3 separate regions of the Mus musculus genome follow, and all the other regions are linked to region 3. A link is a contact called in public HiChIP or PLAC-seq data. All regions are on one chromosome and are shown on one strand. Each heading gives the region's core, a stretch centred on a gene start, on an enhancer-like site or on the middle of the called end of the contact. The rest is flanking DNA. Distances are from core to core; before and after follow the strand shown.

Region 1 (4,610 bases), core at 962-3,461, 470 kb before region 3:
TTTTCTGTTACTTCATGTGAATGCAAAAGGGATATCTGTAATAAAAGCTAGAGAAACAAGAAGACTGGATGCTTTGCTCAAAGTGGAATTGTATACAGCTACTGTTAGGCTCAGTTTTTTCTGTAAGAGGGGAGAGGGACCTGCCCAGAAGCCACATTTGAAATGTAATTTATGTCTCTTGTAGCCTCCTAATGAAGGAGATTTTTGGTAATGACCAAAGGCTTCTTGACCACCATCCATCCCAGATGGGCTAGTCTGTCTGTCTGTCTGTCTGTCTGTCTCCTGTGTAGTGTCCCAGTGTCGTCATTCTATCTTCTCCACCATCTCAAGGTTTTTCTCCCAAATTCTCTGCTTCCTGGTTCCTTTTCTCTCTCTCTCTCTCTCTCTCTCTCTCTCTCTCTCTCTCTCTCTCTCTTCCTTGTTTTCTTACTCTCTGCCTTTCCCTGTAAAACAATCTCTTGTTTTGGTTTGGTTTTATAGACTTGATTTGGACTTCTGTTTTCTCATTTAATTCACAACTTTAAAGATTCTGATGGCTTCTTAAGTAGCATCAACATCTCCTATGGATGTCAGAAGTTTGGATAACATTTGCAAATATTTGTCAATGGATTTTCTTTTCTGGTACATGATAGAGATTTTTACTCAGTTATCCAGGGGAAACAATAAGTTTAGATGAACCTCTGTACTAAGGATAAAATATACATTATTAGTACCTGGAGCAAAAGAAGGGTATTAGGAAAAAGATGGAAGGATTGTTAAATTCTTATCATTTCCTTTCCTCTAACTTCTCAAAAGGCTCTAATACAAATTTTGCCTGAATTTAATTGCTTGGAACTATGGACACATTTTCTTGTGAAAGTGGTATCAGACACCAAAGTTTTCTTCGTTATACATAGTGTTTGTATTTGAAATTATAGTTACCAACTAATAGTGATTGAAACACAAGTGACAATGACTTTTGTTCAATGGTAATTGGATACACTGAGGTAGTTTTATAAGATTATAAAACCCAGTGTTGTCACGGTTGCATAGGTCTTGTGGAAATACATTCTAAAATGTTTGCATAATGATGAAGTCATCTAACCATGAATGTATCTGAACTCATCCTATTGTTAAGATGCATGGATTTATTTCCTTATCAGTGAGATCCTCCTTTCTGTATTCCCTAGTCTCTGCAAAGTAGACCCATATCCATATTAAAAGCCCCCAAGCAGTTCTGTCTACCAGAAAGTGATGTCTAGGACAACTATACCTCACAGCTTTCCTTAGACACAGTCATTGGTAGAATCCAGTAAATTGTAGGACCAGTCAGTATTCATGCCAAGCTATTCACAGTATGCAGTTAAGAGACTTAACAGTTAGGAACTGAAGGCAATTCTCTTGAAGCATTCTCTGGGAAAGCAAAAATATAAGAGAGTGTCTATCTCTGGACCTTGAGAAACAAGCCCTCACAGGAGGAGCCTTACACAATGATACTAACTCATTCCAACTCTATCTACAGTTCATAGAGGTGACAAAGGGTTTTCTGTTTGGTTGGCTCCTTGTTTGGTTTGGAGGCTTTCCGGAATAACATGAATCAAAACCAGAAAGAGATCATTTGTTCTACTCCTAATGACCTGTAGGATAGAGGGTAGGGTCACAAAGTGAAGAGAACAATCATTTTCCGGTTACTGTTGAGGGCAACATCATTGAGTTAACAACTTATCCCATGTCTGACACTGAGATTGAAAGAATCTTTATATGATAAATGCCTGGCCTTTCCACTCCAACCCTCTTAGTGTTATCTATGGGTGACATGCAGCCTATTAATTAAAATTCTCAGAGCTTGACACAACACCTGGTACACACACACACATGTATTAAATAAAGTGTCTTTTTTATTTCAAAGCTCATGAGTGTTCAGCTCCTGCTGGCCTATAAACTAGAAAACAAAACCCAAACACCTGTTTCCCTTAGATTTTGAGATGTCTGCTCAGAGGTGTATTGACATCAGGATAGGATTTCTTCCTTTATAAAGTGAGCCCCTGCCATCCATATATATTGTCATTCTTTGATACTACAGAGTGCTGGCCGATTTGAAATTCAAACCACAGTTCCTGAAAGTAACCCCTTTCTCTTAGTGATGATTCAATCACTGAACTTCTACTCCCACAAGTAACTCAGGAGCAAATTGGAAAGCACAAAGAAAGCTCCCCAGTAACAATTACATTCAAATGAAAGTCCCCATGAATACCTCGGCCTTGGTGTAAGTTTGCCATGGCAGTGTTTGTGGCCAAAACCCAGTCAATCAACCCATTGTTTGCCTTCCACTACAGCAAAGAAGTGATTTGCTTGAATCTCTCTCTCTCTTTTTTTCTTTTGTCATTGAATTGATGAATTGCGTTGGCATCTGGTAGTTAGCTTTTATCTTGGGAAATAATCATCTTCTGCTAGGACAGATACTCCACTCTGTGATGGTACTTTATCACAGGCAGTGCATAAGCGGTCCTGTTTGCAATTTGATAAACGTGCCCCATTAGGCTTGGAGCTTCCCAAACACCAGCCTGATATGTAAACACAATCAAATCATGCTGTTACCCTGGGGACAGGGTTGCATGGCTCATCCGTCTCTGTCTTCTTTAACCCCTCTGTAAAAAAAGAAAAAAGAAAAGAAAAGAAAAGAAAAGAAAGGAAAGGAAAGGAAAGGAAAGGAAAGGAAAGGAAAGGAAAGGAAAGGAAAAGAAAAGAGAGAATGAAACCTCATTTTCCATTCTGCCCAACCAAGGAAGGGCATTTTTCAGTCTTGGGTTGTGTCAAATGCTTTCCCCATGTTAAAGATGGAACTTCTTTGATTGGAGAAAATGATATGAAAACATTTTAACAGGAAACAACACTTTTAAATGCAATGAAACACTTTTTACAATGCTGAGAAATACATAGTAAACACAGGAGAAAAACTACTTCTTTCAACGCCTCTCCCAAAGAAGGCTTTGGAGTCATAGCATTTCGGGTTAAGGGAAGACAAGAAATCAAACACACACACACACCACATACATACCTATACATGCATACACACATACAAATACACATACATACATGCCACATATACACATGCACATACACACACATGTGTACATATGCATACATGCACACATAGGCATATACACATACACACAAATATACACACACACATATGTCTCTCTCTCTCACATACACATACACACACACACATACACACACATGCCATACATACACATGCCACACAATATAAAGAACTAGGTACTATGGCAATTTAATTTAATCCTTGCTGGCAATTTCACAGTTGATATTATCTCCATCCTTAATGGTTATGAAAGTAAACGAGGAAAATTAAACTTGCTAAATTACACTCGATCTCTCTAATATCCTGGCCAACCTGTACCTGAACTCTGCCTGTTCCTGTCCCAACTCATCCAGTCTTCAGACTTCTCGGCTAGAATTGTCTGCTCTGTTGAGGAAATTAAAAGTTGTCTGTAACTCCTAGCATCTTGGTCCTAGGTTGGCCTGGAGCTTTAATGTATAAATGTAATCGCTCTTCTAAGTGAAAGACTTAAATATTTAAAGTTGGCTCCTGGCACCTGAAGTTGCTTCTTGTGGGTTAAATATTTCTTGATCTTTCAGCCATCCTCCATTCAACATGGCTTCACATCCTGAGCACTGTGTATCTTCTGTTTCTTTGTCAATGGGATTGTACAATAGCTGTTTATCTAGTGTCCTTGACAAGACCAGTGATTTTGCCATACTCAGCTCATTAGAACAAGGATCATATTAAAGTCCTTCATTCCCCACCAATCCATATCCTCCTGAAACCTATATATTGAAACCCCTTTTTTGCATACACCCACCCTTGCCTTGGAGTCCCCCGTGCTCCCAGTCTCCACCAGTACTTTCCTAAAATTCCCCACAAATCTTAAATGAGTGTACGTACAGCACCCACTGAGACCCTGTTGTGAAAACTAGCCTACTTCCATGGTGAGCCTCGCTTTTTCTCACTCTGTCTCTCTGCCTCTCTGTCTCTCTGTTCTTATCTCTGTCTGTCTCTCTGTGCTTATCTCTGTCTGTCTCTCTGTGCTTATCCCTGTCTGTCTGTCTGTCTGTCTCTCTCTCTGTCTCCCTCTCTCTGTCTCTCTCTCTGTCTCTCTCTCTCTCTCCCCCTCTGTCTCTCTCTCTCTCCCTCCCTCCCTCCTAATCCTCTTGACTCAAGTATCTCCAATCTCCACAGAGTCTAGTTCTTAAGTGTGTAGCACACACACCAAGACAGCCACCACACCAGGACAGTGGTCCTATGGAGCTTCTCTTGTCTCCGTTAAATTATTGTTAATTAAACTAATTATCCATCACTCTTGTCACCACTGAAGAGACCAACCAGTGAGATCTGCTTCGGCTTGAGGGCCTACACTTGAACAAGTTGCTTCTGGGATTATTGTGAAGCACAGTAAAGGAAAAAATGTATCTGGTACGAATATCTTAAATACTTCCCTTAGGGAAAACAGGGCAATATCAGTCTCTGTGTGAGATATACTGCACTCTATTTCTTCCACACATTTCCTGTTATTGGGGTTTGAATGTTGGATAACTAGCGTCCTCCTATT
Region 2 (4,626 bases), core at 1,990-4,489, 270 kb after region 3:
CATATTCTAAGTGGGGACCAGGAAAATGGCTCAACGGGTATAAGTATTTGCTATGCAAGCTTGAAGACCTCAGCTTGAAGACCTCAGTTAGGTCCTCCTAATTCTTAGGTCCTCCATAAAGAGCTGCTGAGGGAGTCTGTGTCTGTGTCCCTGCAGTCCTAGGAAGAGATGGGAAGTGGAGACAGGGAAACTGGCCAGAATGTCTGCTAGCCAGACGTGTACGGCACAACAGGAAAGAGGGAGACAGACCCTATACACACACACACACACACACACACACACACACACACACAGAGAGAGAGAGAGAGAGAGAGAGAGAGAGAGAGCAATAAACTAATAGATAAGTAAGCAATATTAAAAGAATAGGTCTTTTTTTTAATTGCAAGGGGATACAATGGGTTCATGTCCTAGAGAGTTAAAAAAAAAAAAGCATATGTAATAAATGAGTGAAGAAAGTTATCACCTGCAGTTGGTAAACAGCATGTAGAATTTATTTCTACAGAAATGGTTTTACTGTGTAGCACTGAGCGTCTTAAAACTCTGTAGACCAGGCTGGCCATGAACACACAGGGAGTTCACCTGCCTCCAGCCTCTACCTCCTGACTCCTGGGATTAGAGGTAGGAGGCAGGACTGCCGGCACAAAGCAATATTCTTGAACAAAGAGAGCACGGAGTCTGTCTCAGTGAGAAGCACATGCCTAGTGGCACAAATCTGATTCCTGAAACTCACATCAAAATGGAAGAAAAGAACAGGCTTCCTAAAGTGGTTCTCAGACATTAGCCATGTCACACAATGCACACATAAAACACACACACACACACACACACACACACACACACACACACTGTGCATGGTGTGACACACACTGAATGAGATGCCCCAATAATCTTAGAGAATTAGAAGTGCCCAATGGTGGCACAGTTTGGAAAGTCTTCAGAGATCTGGCCCTGCCAAAGAACGTATGTCACTGGAAGTTGACTTTGAGACGTTAGAGACTGGTGCCATTTCTAGCTCAGTTTTTCTACCTCAATGTTCAAGTTTCGAATTCTCAACTTTTTTTTTTTTTTTTTTTTTTTTTTTGGTTTTTTTGTTTGTTTGTTTTTGTTTTTGATTTTGATTTTTTTTTTTTTTTTTTTTTTTTTTTTTTTTTGAGACAGGGTTTCTTTGTTGTATAGCCCTGGCTGTCCAGGAATTCACTTTGTAGACCAGGCTGGCCTCGAACTCAGAAATCCACCTGCCTCTGCCTCCCGAGTGCTGGGATTAAAGTCGTGTGCCACCACCACCCGAGTTCTCAACTTTCTATTCGGGCTCCCCCTCCCGCCCTCCATGGTTCCATTTGAACACCTTGGACTCTAATCCTTAGTTACAGTAAGCCCAAATAAACACTTCCTTCTATGTGATGATTTCGACATTGTGCTCTATCCCAGCAATGGAAATGTAACTCTCTCTCCTCTCCTCTCTGTCTCTGTCTCACACACACACACACACACACACATCAATTGTGTTAATAATAACTAGTAATTAATAAGTAAAGAGAAGTGATCATTTAAAGCATTAACTAGAGGGCTTTCTTCCTTAAAGGGTTCTGCCTAACCATTTTTGGCCAAATGGATTATAGAAAAAAGGTGGATATAAAGAAAGTAAAGGAATAAAATGAGCCGGGCAGTGGTGGCGCACGCCTTTAATCCCAGCACTCGGGAGGCAGAGGCAGGTGGATTTCTGAGTTGGAGGACAGCCTGGTCTCAAAGTGAGTTCCAGGACAGCCAGGGCTATACAGAGAAACCCTGGGGAGGGGCGGGGGGAGACAACCAAAAAGAAAAAGAAAAAAAATAATAAAATGGTCAGAGATTCCTTTTTTTCCTTGGCAAAAACCCAGAGAAGAGGCTGCTGGGTCCAGCATGGTCTTCATGGGGACAGAGTGACATGGTCCCTGCCCCTGGAACAAGGCCAACAGACACGACAGGGGTCTCCATGAATGTCAATGGCTGCCAAGGACATAAGGCTTGTTTGTATAATAATGTACACATTTTACATTCCTCCTTCGAGCAATGTTCTCCCTGTTAATATTAATGACTCCATGATAATCAGAAATAGCACAAATCCAGGAGGTTAAGGTGTGGCTAATGTCTCAGCAAAATGGGAAGCCCTGGGGTCCTTCAGGACAGCCCTTAAGGGGGTGGAAAAGAACTCTTTAAAACATGAGTTCAAAATATATAATTCCTCAAAAATATGCAAAAAATATACAATATGAATTTTATGAGAGGCCTCTTGATTCTAAAAGAATAAAGGCAGCTAACTATGAGACAACTTGTTGGAAAGATACTAAGGAAGGAGATAAAGAGATTTAGGAAATGATAATTGCAGGACATCATCTTGTTTTTACTTACCCGGGCAGACAGATTCCTGAGTTCAAGGTCAGCCTGAGACAGAACTAATTTAGGTCCAGGTGAGGTAGAAATGGTAATTTCAGGATGAGGCATACTCAATTAGCTTGCTGTCTGTGCTTAACAGGTAGACCTCTGAATTCTTTTGCAATGTTAACAGAAAATGTGTGTTTGCAGTCTCTTAGGAATCAAGGGCCTTGGGTCTCCGGATGCTGATTCATGAGACAATCAAAAGGAAACCTGGAGTAAATGACTGAATTGATATGTAAAATAAAAGACTGGACCTATGATCTGCAAGAGATAAGCTATTCAGAGAATTTTTTTTAGAATAGCCAGAGAGAACTGCTTGGAGAACCATCTGGAGCAGAACTTAGAGAGAGAGAAAACACATCAGAGAGAAAGAGAGCAGCCTGGAAAGCGGTCTAGAGCAGAAAGAACATAGGCCACCAGCCTGGACAATTTGACTTATAGTTGTTTGTTTAGCCATTCCTAGACACCCCTTCCTCAGAACCCCTCTCCAAGCAGAGGCTGGTTCTTGGCAAGAGATCAATGGAAGGAGAGAGTATTTCCTACCCAGTCAAGACTCCAGAAGCAATAGTCATTCCTGAGCCTGGCTATCTTGGCAATTGACAGAACCAAGGAAACAGTGAACAGAGATAGTAACTGATGCTGAGGACCTCAGACAAGTTTCTGTTGGGACCCAGTCATTGCTGGGGCTCCTGGAAATGGTGGGGCAGTGGTCAGCAACGTGGATAAGGAAGCTTTATAACTTCCACACACCAAGGCTGCAAAGCAAGGGGTTGCTCCAGGCCGGACCCTGAGCCATAGAGGGTGAGGTGGAGAATGGAGGGGAAGTCAGGTGATCTATGTGGCTAGAAATAGCTAGCATGACAATGAGAAGCCAAGAAGGCACCCAGGCCCTGGCCAGGCAAGGAAAATGCAGATTGCACATGATAATCACCACAGCCTATTTAAAGACTGAAGATGAGGAAATGTCCTCCCACTTAGACCAAACTCTCTTATTAAATCACAAGCTGGACAGCACTGCTCCCTCCCCTTCCCAAGGGTGACTATTAGTCTAGCTCTTCTTTCCTATTGAATTCACTGATAGTCTCTCTGTCTCCCCAGAGACTTGATATTGTGTCCCTTTAGCCAAAGAAAAGTCACTTGAATAGCCTCAAACTAAAAATCTTTTCTTTGTTAACTTCCAGATCCATCCCAAATTTTTGCACCCACAAATACTTTCCTCCTTCAACATATATTCTATGTCTGCCATGCTGCCTGGATGGTCAAACGGAAGCTACTCATGCATGCACCATCTGGGGACTCAGCAGTCAGAGCCCCTCCGCCATCTGCCCTGCGTGCCTCACACTTTCATAGTAAAAGACCCGTGTCGTTCTGCCGCACACGTCACCTCAACATTCTTCCACATGTCCAGTGAGATTGAAAGTCTATAGCCTGCATTTCGACCTTGACTCTGGACCACGTGACACTGATCTGAAGAAGAACAGTTCAAGAACGGCATGATGCTCGTAATGTCCATACTTGGGAGGCCGTCAGGAAGACTAAGTTTGAGGTTGTCCTTGGCTACCTGATGAGACCATGTCTTAACATTTATTGCCCCTTCCACCTGCCTGCTGGGGGAGGAGGGGAGTGCAAAAGGAAAGAAAAAAAAAAAAGAGTTCATGAGCTATCAGAGAATCCTACTTCTGACCCTCTTCCTACCAGTCAGTGGGATTGGTAATATCTAAAGGTCTCAGGCTCTGGGTAACTCCCGCCACTGGCCCTGGAAAGAATCTAGGAGTGCAGTTTATGGAGGAAAAATAAGAAATTTGATGTTAGTGGGCGTGGTGGCACACGCCTTTAATCCCAGCACTTGGGAGGCAGAGGCAGGTGGATTTCTGAGTTCGAGGTCTACAAAGTGAGTTCCAGGACAGCCAGGGCTATACAGAGAAACTCTGTCTCAGAAAAAAAAGAAAAAGAAATTTGATGTTAGTGATGGATGTGTTCTGAATGCAAAACATCTCCCACAGGCTCCTGTGTTTGAACTCTTGGTCATGAACTAACTATACTGTTTGGGGAGGTTTTGGTTAAAATGGAAAAAAATCTACTACCTTTCATTTTTAAGAAGAGTTGTTGGAAATAGAATCTAGGGGCTTCAGTATGCTAAGCATGTCTTCTATCATTAAGCTACATCCCATCCCTAAAGTACCTCTAAAACTAAATGTGCTTTAATCCCCA
Region 3 (4,788 bases), core at 2,266-4,765:
TTAAAAGAAAAGCAATGAAGAAGAGGAAAAGGTGGAGGAAGAGGTAGAAGAGGTGGACGAGGACGAAGACGAGGAGGAAAAACATGAAGAACAACAACATCTGATCATCTTCCCTGCATTAAAACCTTTAATGGCTGTTGACTACAATTAGGAAAAAGCCCAAATACCCTGACACAATTTACAACGATGTCGGCATAACTATACCAACCTAGCTTTTTAGTACGCAAACCATTGCCAGGAAAAAAAAAAAGGTACCATGCAGTGACTGATCGTGACACTACTTTCACAGTGTGCTAACTAGTCACTGAACATCTTACCATTCAATTTTATGCAGAGAAAGCAAAATATCTAAATTTTGTTTCTTCCTGGTCTTCTGATGTAAACTCATTGTAGTAATTTTTTCCAATAGATAACCAGAAAAGGCATTTGCTGAGAAAGATGAAGAATAGCAAGAAAACAAAGTTATGGGTGCTAAAGTGCTTTTCAAACCTATATAAATAGAGTTCTAGGTTAGTTACTGTGACAAACATGCTAAAACCGGTAACGATGTCTGTCCCAGGGAAAATGGTGCTAGCAAGAAACAGTCAAATTAAAGGAATGCATGGATAGTTCGCAAGACTGACAGCCCAAAGAAAAAACACTAGAAGCTGATAGAACTAGAGTACAAGTCGCCAAAGCACAGAAACGATGCTAAATCTGTATAAGTTCTATGATGGCAAAGTAGAACTTGATGCCCGACTGTTTTCAGCAGATTTAACAAAGAAACAAAATACTTCAATTGCACTGTGTCTCATGTTATAACCTACAGAACACACAGTAAATATTATCTTTACTATTTCTTTCACTGTCTTACATATTTAAAACAATCAGTGTTTTAAATTCTTTTTAGTTGCATTGTGTGTGTGTGTGTGTGTGTGTGTGTGTGTGTGTGTAGACACCTATGTGTCACACTCTGTGTGGAGATCAGATAGATGACTTGCAGGCGCTGCACTTCTCCTTCAGTATAGGTCCTGGGGAATGAACTCAGGTCATCAGCCTTGAGAGCAAGCAACCCCACCCACTGAGCCATTAAAAACCAACAAGAGTTTTTAATTAGCTTTGATAGGAATGTTACAGGTCATGGAACAATTCTACTGTCTAATTGATTATTGAACTGGGATGGTCTTGCATGCCTTCAGTACACATCACTTGCAGAGTTCTGCATTACTGTACAAAAGGGGTGTCTTATAAGAAACCCTGTCCTTCCAAGCAGAGTGAATACTTTCATGAGAACCCAGTCTAGAATGTTTTAAAGAATTCGCTAAACTTTACCAACTTCAGAAATTAATAAGAGTACCATTAGAACGTGGACAACAGGCTAGTACAGTGCCTACATACTGGAAATCAATCCTTAGTGGTGAGAGCTGCCCCCGAGACTAGAGGTTCTCCAATAAGGAAGGGAGCCGATTATAACAGAATCATGAGAGCTGCAGCTCTCAAAAGGAGGCTATTTTTTCCTGCCAACTATAGACACTTCCTTCAGCTTGTAGGATCTGATCTGTCTCCATATTCATATTTTCTGGGCCTTAAAGGATATTATCAGATGGAGAAGTAAAAGAGAAGAAAATTATCAAATACATTTACAAATAGATATATTTGTAAAGTACCAATAGAACTAAAAGTAGGGAAGATTTCTTGCCCCCCCCCCAAAAAAAAAAGTAGTGAGAACTTCAGAAAGTCAAAGCAGATGACTCAAAGCTGTTTTTGCTTTAAGAGAATCAGTAAAATAGACAGGAAAACAACACCCACATGTGGTAAAGAAGGCAGAGTGGGAGCTGTAACGGGTTGTCTTTACTCAAGACAAGAACCCTTCCACAAGCAGGGCAGTGGTGGCACATGCCTTTAATCCCAGCACTTGGGAAGACAGAAGCAGGCAGATCTCTGTGAGTTCAAGGCCAGGCCGGTCTACAGATAAAGAGTTCCAGGAGAGCAAGGGTTATATGGAAGCAAAACTCTCACAATGGGAACCCAGAATAACTTTTATAAAAACTTACAACATTCAAATATCAGGAAGGAATAGTAATGTAGTTGAGGTTTTCTTTAAGATACCCCCATAGCCCTGTGCCTCTCAAGTCAACAAGTCTTTCTTGTACTCCTAGGTTATCAAACTGACTGATTTCCAAAAAAATGCTGTGTCAGACTTTGGGGGTGGGGGGTGGTGGTGGATAGGAGAGGAATTTCATTACCATTACACTTCTGTACTTACCAGGGAATGTACTGTCATCTGGATGGATTGAATCGCTGATGCTTCTCTTCAAGAGGTGATAAATATTGGTTGCGGTCAAATCTATAAAAATAAAGACCTGACTCAGTCATCTAACTCAAGAGTTAACATAATCTAGGGCCTGTTTCCATTTCACTATCAGAGGATCTGAAGGCCAGTAAGTTGTAGACAGAATACATGTTGACCAAGTCTATTCAAGTGCTGACACCGCAGAGAAAACAGCCAAGTCTCCTCATTTGTATATGCTAATCAGTAACAAGAAATCAAAACTTCCTTCCAAAAGAAGTATATACGAACTATATACATTTCTTCCTAAAAATGTCTGCTTAATCAAAACAAGGAAAACGTAATATTGAGATTAGTCAAGTACGCCAAAAAAGCAATGCAGCTAAAATCTTTTAAAGCTGGTCATTTCTCTTTTTTTAGTGTGGAATGTTTCCTTCATAGAATGTAAAACTCAGATCTGCAGAACCTATCATTTCTTTCTGTGCTTTCTTCAAGGTGGTAGGAACGCCAAGGGACACTTCTTTCTGCAAGCATACCTTCCCTAAAAGCAAAAATTCGATGACTATGCCACCAGAAGATTCAACCAGGCAAATATTCAGTTCACCAAGCACTTGGGACACTGGCATCTAATACCCACAACTTTATATCTTTTCCATTGACATACTACTGCTCAGTTCTTATAGAAACTACTTCAGAGAGTTAGTTGCACGTTCCCGGGACCATTCGACCTATGCGCCTCCCTCCGGGATTTCATCAGAAACTCAAATCCTTCGCTTCCCCGCCGCCGGTCGTTCCCGCCTCTTCTCCGCCCAGAGCTTACCGGGCTGTTTGTCGGTGCTCTCCAGGGATGTCGCCTCAGTGCCAGGCTCGATCTCCCCACCCGCCACGGATCGAAACTTCCCTTCCCTCCAGGTGACCAGCAGCAAGTACCGATCCATCCTCTTCGCGCCCGGACTCAGTGTTAGGTCTCAAAAGAGCCGCGCGCAACGTGCACTTCCGGTTTCCTGCCGCTCAGGTTGGCTGCAAAATAATGTCCTACGTCGGTTTTCCCGCCAATTATTGTGGGAAATTATTCTCTCAGGAGCCACACTCTCTGCTCCTCTCATAACGAAACCGCTACCGGCGGGGACCCGAGTGTGGCGGGGAAGCAGATGAGCGCACGCGACGGCAGTAGGAACCTTCATGCTCGGGTGTCTGTGTTTCCCGCCGGACCCGTGGTGCTGGTTCCCCGGCGGGGCGGGTGCAAAGTAAAGGACGCCGCGGGTCGGAGAGCATGTCCAGCTTCTCTAGGGCGCCCCAGGTGAGTTTGCGCGTTTCGGGCAGGATAGTGTGCTCAGTACGCTGGCGAAAATGAAGAGCAGTGTTCACAGGGATTTAGTGCAGAAGCTGAGCTTTCAGGGAAGCTGACACCCGTACCCAAGAAATGCTTTAGGAGTCACTTACCAGAGGGTTGTGAGTCTGCCTACCACTTGATATCTTTGTTTTGGCTCCTTTCTCTCCTCAGTCTGCCCCTTTCGTGTCTTTTGTTCCTTGCGGAAAGAGAGCTAAAGTGAAATAATAGGTTGAATGACGTGGGGCAGTAAAAACCACTAAAAGATGTTTATTTTTGTTTAGTACAGTAGGGGAGGGGGAAGGGAAGGTGTGGAGCTGTAGCTGATGTAGCGTAGCATGCCTGGGTTCCATCCCCAACACCGCATAAACCTGGAATTATGGTGCACGCATGTTATCCTAGCACTTGGGAGGTGGAGGGAGAAAGATCCGAAGTTCAAGGCCAGCCTTCTCCGATACTTAGTGAGCTTGAAGTCAAGCCTGCGCTGCTTAAGACTGTTTATAAAGAATGAAGACCTGTTGTAGAGTTTTGACCTAGAAGTCTTAGGCATCAGAAGGATCAAGCAAGCACTCAAGCCGCCAGGTGGAAGATAAACTGTTCACAGATGGGAGATCTTTGAAGGGCTAAAGGGAGAATTCAGTTAGAATTCTATTTTAGTGTACCACACAAAATACTCATTTTACAAGTCAGGCTGAAACATTGGAGTTCTAAGAAGTCCACAATATATATTAAAGATTTGAATGTGGGTGTAAAGAGAAACAAGAATAACTTTTAAGAATTCTGGTTTGGGCAACCGGAAGGCTGACTCATAGGGAATACTGAAACTGAAGCAGATTCTAGATAGAAGAGAAAGAATTAGTTTCTGATATGTTAATCCAAGACAACTCCTAGCCTAACACTACTTGAAGTACATTTCCTTTAAATGTAGTTGTTACCTGTCTATAATCAGGTAAATAACAGATGTGAATATTTAAAACTTTGACAGCAAGTTGACATGTGGCAGTATTTCTATTATTTATCAAGCTTTTTTAAAGTATTAGTTCACATGGAATGTGGTAAACTTGTCTTTTGCGTATGCATAGGCTAGTTTAAAATTTAGGATAACTAATATGAAACCACAAGCTTATAAGTGTATTTTTCTAGCATATAATCCTTGTGTATATGCATATGAAAGTACCTGGACAAGATC

The links. HiChIP or PLAC-seq counts read pairs in DNA pulled down with a chosen protein or histone mark.
Region 1: an H3K4me3 HiChIP or PLAC-seq map of stem cell-derived neural progenitor cells shows a contact between it and region 3, with 20 read pairs. The contact joins the enhancer-like site here to the promoter of Mrpl13 in region 3. A contact is called at or near these places in 17 of 39 promoter capture datasets (the 3T3-L1 cell line, 3T3-L1-derived adipocytes, the C10 cell line and 11 more), 1 of 15 datasets of contacts at CTCF or cohesin (the NIH/3T3 cell line), 1 of 484 Hi-C or Micro-C datasets (bone marrow-derived macrophages), 18 of 115 datasets of contacts at active chromatin or transcription factors (bone marrow-derived macrophages, craniofacial prominence, embryonic basal ganglia and 12 more) and 2 of 9 other capture datasets (adipose tissue and liver).
Region 2: a contact with region 3 is called in an H3K4me3 HiChIP or PLAC-seq map of embryonic stem cells, with 13 read pairs. The contact joins the enhancer-like site here to the promoter of Mrpl13 in region 3. A contact is called at or near these places in 9 of 39 promoter capture datasets (the C10 cell line, the HPC-7 cell line, cranial neural crest and 6 more), 11 of 484 Hi-C or Micro-C datasets (B cells, the C2C12 cell line, the HPC-7 cell line and 8 more), 29 of 115 datasets of contacts at active chromatin or transcription factors (the 230-238 cell line, DN3 thymocytes, the NIH/3T3 cell line and 21 more) and 3 of 9 other capture datasets (adipose tissue, liver and pancreatic islet).

Annotation. Positions count from the first base shown.
Region 1 is chr15:56,025,287-56,029,896 of GRCm38.p6, reverse strand. No RefSeq gene overlaps it. Among named protein-coding and RNA genes, the nearest start is that of Gm46516, 100 kb to the right of the region's middle. Within about 2 kb of position 2,211, at least 15 of the 459 cell types and tissues checked have an H3K27ac peak or open chromatin away from gene starts, as enhancers often do. A contact at or near this core is called in neural progenitor cells, neural stem cells and stem cell-derived neural progenitor cells, where this site is marked.
Region 2 is chr15:55,286,529-55,291,154 of GRCm38.p6, reverse strand. No RefSeq gene overlaps it. Among named protein-coding and RNA genes, the nearest start is that of Gm35312, 6.7 kb to the right of the region's middle. Within about 2 kb of position 3,239, at least 6 of the 459 cell types and tissues checked have an H3K27ac peak or open chromatin away from gene starts, as enhancers often do. A contact at or near this core is called in the HPC-7 cell line and embryonic stem cells, where this site is marked.
Region 3 is chr15:55,556,039-55,560,826 of GRCm38.p6, reverse strand. It overlaps Mrpl13 (mitochondrial ribosomal protein L13), which reads left to right and starts at 3,515. Exons shown (of 7, transcript NM_026759.3): 1 at 3,515-3,569. The coding sequence starts at 3,543. Mtbp (Mdm2, transformed 3T3 cell double minute p53 binding protein) reads right to left here and starts at 3,419. Exons shown (of 22, transcript NM_134092.3): 1 at 3,090-3,419; 2 at 2,246-2,326. The coding sequence starts at 3,207.